Regions from separate parts of the Mus musculus genome. Here region 1 is linked to region 2. The links are chromatin contacts, called in public promoter capture Hi-C maps. All regions are on one chromosome and are shown on one strand. The core of a region is the stretch at or near the end of the contact, and the rest is flanking DNA. Distances in the headings are between cores, read along the strand shown. Region 1 holds the start of Caprin2 (caprin family member 2). Region 2 overlaps Tmtc1 (transmembrane and tetratricopeptide repeat containing 1).

The links. Promoter capture Hi-C pulls out the DNA fragments that hold promoters and counts their contacts.
Region 1: a promoter capture Hi-C map of pre-B cells shows a contact between it and region 2, with 3 times the contacts expected there. The contact joins the promoter of Caprin2 here to the enhancer-like site in region 2. A contact is called at or near these places in 7 of 39 promoter capture datasets (the 3T3-L1 cell line, cranial neural crest, hippocampal neurons and 3 more), 1 of 115 datasets of contacts at active chromatin or transcription factors (pancreatic cancer cells) and 3 of 9 other capture datasets (adipose tissue, macrophages and pancreatic islet).

What each region holds. Positions count from the first base shown.
Region 1 is chr6:148,894,889-148,898,069 of GRCm38.p6, reverse strand. It overlaps Caprin2 (caprin family member 2), which reads left to right and starts at 1,833. Exons shown (of 19, transcript NM_181541.4): 1 at 1,833-2,052; 2 at 2,914-3,133. The coding sequence starts at 2,957.
Region 2 is chr6:148,374,310-148,377,180 of GRCm38.p6, reverse strand. The region is part of intron 5 of Tmtc1 (transmembrane and tetratricopeptide repeat containing 1); the gene reads left to right. Among named protein-coding and RNA genes, the nearest start is that of Tmtc1, 69 kb to the left of the region's middle. Within about 2 kb of position 1,575, at least 19 of the 459 cell types and tissues checked have an H3K27ac peak or open chromatin away from gene starts, as enhancers often do. A contact at or near this core is called in adipose tissue and pre-B cells, where this site is marked.

The DNA of each region.
Region 1 (3,181 bases), core at 584-3,083, 520 kb before region 2:
ATTGCAACTGAAATTTAATTATTTGTGCTTTTGTATTTTCTCTTGATTCAGCCTATGTCCCATGTTATTAAATAAATTAACAGATTTATTAGCAATTCTCCCATTGAGTAGTTAGGATTATATCTCAATCTAATGGCCCAAATGATAGTTATGGTAAATCTGGAGATTCAGGCTATCCTCAGACTTATAATCTTCCTGCCTCGGCCTCTTGAGTGCTGGGAGTTGTGTGCCTGTAAAGGTATGTGCCACAACCCCTGGTTGGAAATATTATTTTTGGGTTCATTATTAGCATAGGCCAACAAAGGCATATGCAAATATAAATGTGTCAGTTCAGTTATCTGAAGGTGTGCTCATCACAGGCTTCATGGCCACTCTGTGTGGCAAAAGGTAAGTCTATTGGTCAGTTCAGCAGCCTGTTCTTTCTCTAGTTATAAATGAGGAAAACAGACAACATAGTGTTTGTCTAATATTCAAGTTGCAGGTATAGTTCAGAGATTCAAAGCTAAAATACAACATTAAAGAACATAATAGGACAGGGAGGAGAGATGACTCAGTGGTTAAGAGCACTGGCTGCTCTTCCACAGGCCCTCCCTGGGCTCAATTCCCTGCACCCACGTGGTGGTTCACAACTGTTTATAACTCCAGTTCCAGGGTATCCAACACCCTTTTCTGACCTACAGCAGGAACCAGGCAACCATGTACATAAACATACATGCAGGTAAACATGTAATAGGTAACAAGAAGTGCCAAAGCCAAGGTGATTTTTGGGTGGTCTTGTCCAGACTTTCCATTTATTTACTTGATTATGCTTTTGACTGCCCTGTTCTAAATAATTACCCTTGCCTCAAGGATAGGACTTAAAACCAATTCTATTTGGTAAAATACTTGGGCACAAGTTTTAATTTATTAACTTTATTATTTTATTTAGTTTATGAGGTAGTGTTTTTTGTTTAGGTCTGTTCCTGCCTCCCTGGTATTAGGGAGTAATCTACCCCTAAAACCTCATTTGATACAGGAACTACCACCAGTCCTTCAGAAGCTGACATTCTTCCTGTTTTCTGTTAACTTTATGCAACCCAACAAATAACTTTTTTTTGTTGTTGTTTTTTTTTTCTTTTTTTCGAGACAGGGTTTCTCTGTGTAGCCCTGGCTGTCCTGGAACTCACGCTGTAGACCAGGCTGGCCTCGAACTCAGAAATCTGCCTGCCTCTGCCTCCCGAGTGCTGGGATTAAAGGCGTGCGCCACCACTGCCCGGCCCAACAAATAATTTTAACAACTCTTTTAGTGCCAATGAAATGAATTGCTTCATAGCGACACATAGCCTTGGCGCATACCCTCCTACTACAAAGGCTGCAGTCATCTACTCTGCTGCTCTTACAGGCTGAGTCCTCTGACTCATTCTACAATGAAAAATCATCTGTGGGGCAAGGGTGCTCTTGTATTTTAGAAGTGCCCATTTAAACCATTAGAGCCTGAAGGCTGGCTTATCTGGTCATTCTGCGCAGGACTTGCTGCCTCTTTTCCAAGAATTGAAATCATCTGCACCAGTGCTGGCTGAAACAAGCGGGCCCATCCATGCTACCAGGTGCAGTATCTCACACCAGCCTCAGGCGCAACAGAGAAGCGCAGGGAAGGTACGCGCCAAGCGCAGGCTTGCAGAGAGGGGCACCGGAAAGGACCTGTCCCTCGCAGGTCCCGGGTACCGGAAAAGGGCGGACTGTGGTGGTCTAGCGCACGAGAGGGGAGTGGGAGGGGACACCGGAAGGCGAAGCCTCCGAGGGGAGCTCGCGTGCTAGAGGGCGGGGCAGAGGACCGGAAATAGGCGGGATTTGGGCGTGGTCGCGCCGTGCGCGGCCTACATAAGTTGCGCGCGCCTTGAGGGGGACAGCTTGGGCGCGAGCAGCGGAGTTGGCTGGGTGCACTGTCGGCGGTGGCCGCAGGCTAAGCTGAGGCGGGAGGAAGGGACGCGGGGGGAGAAGGGAGTGCGGGGTGGAGTTCGCCCACTTTGCAGCGCGCAGGACTCCCGCGCGCTTTCGGAGGCAGCCGGGGAGGTGAAGCAGGACGGCGGCGGGGTGGGTGGGTCTGCGCGGCCGCGGCGGGGTGGAGAAGCGTGGTGCCCCAGCATTCTGGGGTCGGGCTTCTCAGCGGCTTTGCAGAGCGCTCTGCGTCTGGTGGGCTGCGTGGGCCCTTAGACTGTGACCCTGACTGGGGCTCCTCTACTCGGGCCCTTGGGGCACTTGAACGAGCAATGGTGTCCAGGGGCTGTCTAGCTCTGGTCTTGCTCCTTACGGGCAGGATTTCTGAATAGAGTTGAAGTGTCCGACTCCTTGGTTTCCCGGTTCCTTGGTGCGGGTAGCGGAAGGCTTGCCAGTATAGGAGTGAGTGATTGTGAGTTACTGTAAACACAACTGGAAGCCACCTCGGCGTACAGTTTGTGAGACTTGGCAGCAGTGTCCAGGGGGATGCACTTGGTTAGGTCCTGGACAGTCAAAGAGTGTTGTCATTTAGTACAAGAAACTTGGTTCACGTAGACTTTGAGATAGCTTGAAGTTGTGGCTGCAACCCTCACCCTCCGCCCCCGACCATAGAAATTATTCAGAATGAGATCAGAAGCCTTCCGCTTGCTTAGCAGTTCTCCATGTGGGGAATAGAACTTCTGGAAACATTCCTATAGTGTAAATTTTGCCTACGTATAGACTGTCTTTATTGGCTATTGCTTGTGTCAATTAACCTTAGTAGGGGAGTGGAAGTACGCTGTCTGAATCAACGTTATGTTTTGACTTCATTTCATTTTAAAGAAGCTCCTCGTTGTGCACCTTTAGTTTACATTGGTACTTAACTCCTCCTGCCCCCATCCTTTAGCCTCATCTGTTTCAGTGGTGCAACTCTCTCCATCCCTTTTCGGTTACCAGTCACCTTCAGGCCGGCCATTCAGAGGAGGGAAAAGTGGGAAGTATGAAGTCAGCCAAGTCCCAAGTGAACCAGGATCAGCAAGGGGAAAACCAGCGGGCTCTGAGCCCCCTGCAGTCTACTCTCAGTTCTGCTGCATCTCCTTCCCAGGCATATGAAACCTATATTGATAATGGACTTATATGCCTTAAACACAAAATTAGGAACATCGAGAAGAAGAAGGTAACCTTTCTACCCCTCCCATCCCTGAGTGTGCATTACCATAAGCCA
Region 2 (2,871 bases), core at 326-2,825:
AGAGACAATGGCATCATACACAGGGCTTGCACAGGTTTAAGCCAGATGGGATCCCAGTGCTAAGGAGGGGAAGTGGACTTCAGCTCCCACTACTAGCCAAGAAGTATTTGTAATTGACATTTACTTGCAAAAGAAAAATTAACTTTCTCCAGTGGAGTCCTACTGGGTATGTTAACCACACTGAAGGGTAGCCCACATGCCCACAGAAGATGGTCGACACAAACCAAGCTCAGTGGCATCTGTGGCTTTGTTGTTATTGTTGTTCTGTCTCAGTAGGTCTTTTTGTGTTCATATGGTGTGTGTGTGTGTATGTATGTGTGTGTGTTTCTTGTGGGTTTCCTTCCCCTCTTTTTGTTTGTAAAGAGAGGAGGGGCATTGAAGTTGGGTGGATGGGGAAATGGGAAAGATTGAGGAGGAGCTGGGGGAAGGGAAGGTGTGATCAGAATATATTGTAAAAAATTTTTTTAATTGAAAAACTTTTTCAACAAAGAAATAGATGAAAGAGAGAGGGAGAGAGGGAGAGAGGAGAGAGAAAAGGAAAAGAAAGGAAAGGGAAGGGAAGGGAAGGGAAGGGAAGGGAAGGGAAGGGAAGGGAAGGGAAGGGAAAAGGGAAGGGAAGGGAAGGGAAGGGAAGGGAAGGGAAGGGAAGGGAAGGGAAGGGAAGGGAAGGGAAGGGAAGGAAAGGAAAGGAAAGGAAAGGAAAGGAAAGGAAAGGAAAGGAAAGGAAAGGAAAGAGGAAAGAAAGAGGAAAGAAAGAGGAAAGAAAGAGGAAAGAAAGAGGAAAGAAAGAGGAAAAAGAGGAAAGAGGAAAGAGGAAAGAGGAAAGAAAGAGGAAAGAAAGAGGAAAGAAAGAGGAAAGAAAGAGGAAAGAGGAAAAAGAGGAAAGAGGAAAGAGGAAAAAGGGGGAAAAGGGAAAAAAGGAAAAAGGAAAAAAAGGAAAAAGGAAAAAGGAAAGGAAGAGAGGTATGTGGAAGCCTACCAGTGGGACAGCTTTGGGGGGGTAGGGTGCACTAGGCCAAGGAGTGATATTCTGAATTGATGGCTGTCTCTGGAGATGTAATGGTCCTTTTCCTGTTACTGAGAGGGAGACACACTTATAAATGGGGCATGGTTTCCCTTGCAGAAAGGTTATTTCTCTTCTGTCTTAAAAGCTTTTCCTGTGTCTGCAGTTTCTCAGAATAGCTAGCTCAAAATAAGCCTTATTCTAGGAGGTATATTTTGGGGTAACATATGCTAGTCTAAGAATACTAGCAATAGATGTCTAGGGAAAAAGACCCTAAGTTTGCTCAGAGGACGCCCTAGACCCTTGGGGTTTGAGGAGGTCCAGGGAGTGATAGAGCTCAGGCTCCCCTCAGCAGCCTCTCAGGACACGCTGTCCCTTTGTCTCCTCCCCACTATTGACTGGGTCCTGAGCGTGGGGTGAGGAACACTTGTCTGACTTTTCTCCTACCAGCAGGCTGCATTTTACTAAATAGTTTCTTTTCTGGGATAAATACCTTCAGATTGATTAGCTTTTCTTTGCACAGAGCAGCTGTCAGTCTTATTTTGGTTGCTCTAAGAGTGGATAGAGCTGTCACTCTTCCCTTGTGGGTGGGGCTCTGCTTATGCAACCTGGTCATAGCTGCGGATCTACCCTTGAATAACAGAGACCTTGTTGTTAGAAAAGTTCCTCAATGTCTGCAAAAGGGCCTCCAGCCCTTAGGGCCTGCCCTTTACCTATACTTTGTAGTTCTGCAAAGTTACCCATGGTTTCTTTAACCTTCTTGTACTCCCTCCCTTCTGCCTGGCATTCAGCATTCAAAAAGAAGCGCTGCCTACATGATCCTTTTTTAGAGGGACAGGATCTAGAATGTCTTCTGTCATTCCACTTCTTGGTCTTTAGTTCCTTTTATAAGTAAGAATGAGCAACAGGAGGTTGGGTCTGTTGGGATGTGCCAGTCAGAGAGAGGAGACTTCTGCCCTATATGAGAAAGCCTTGCTGCGCCTTCTCCCTGTCACCTTCCCCGTGAAAGTCTGTTGTGCTGCTAAGCTCTTGCATGTTATTGATTTGAAGAAGAGTCCCTCCATCTGCCTAGGATAGCTGGGCTGTGAGTAAACTTGCTCCCTCCTTGCCTACTTTCCTCTGTTTGCTCAAGTGACCTTTGAGCAGCATGTAGCCTGGACTCCAGTAAATTTAGCTTAATTTTCTTTCATTTCTGCCTTTCTCCTATGAAGTTGGACATTTTAAAATTTTAATGTTAAAAAAAAACAAAAACAAAACTGTCAAGGTAAATCTTGGTGTGTTAGATTTGAGCTCTTCTCCTCTGAAATCTCCCGGGGCTTGGTTACGTCCTCCATTCCAGTAACTACTGACCCTTTCCTTCTGCCTCATTATACCCTTCCTGTTTGATATGGGTGTTGAACAAATGTGGTAAGCCATCCCCTTGTGGGATGACTTCATCTGATCCCGACCCTGGCACTCACTCCTTTCCACACAGCCCTGTCAATTCATTTATTTCTCCTTCCAAGTGCACTGTTTAAAATTTGAGTCTTTTTTATTTTAGATGCTGGGAATCTGGGTTTGGCATGATATGTTTTTAATAAACTGAGAACTGTTTCATACAGATTTATGAATTATTGAGCCTGAAGAAGAATTGAACGAGGGTAACCATTAGGGGCTACAGCCAGGAGAGTTAAGCAATAAGGGGTTCCAACTAGATGCTTTCCGGAATTCTTCCCAGCAAACACATGTCTATAATTTTACTGCCACACGTGGTTGTCATTGGCCCACAAAGCAACTTGACATTGGGAAGACTTGTATTCATTCAGACTAGCACTATCTTTGAAAACCATAAAATTCTTTCATAAGATTATTCTAAATCAATAAGGAGC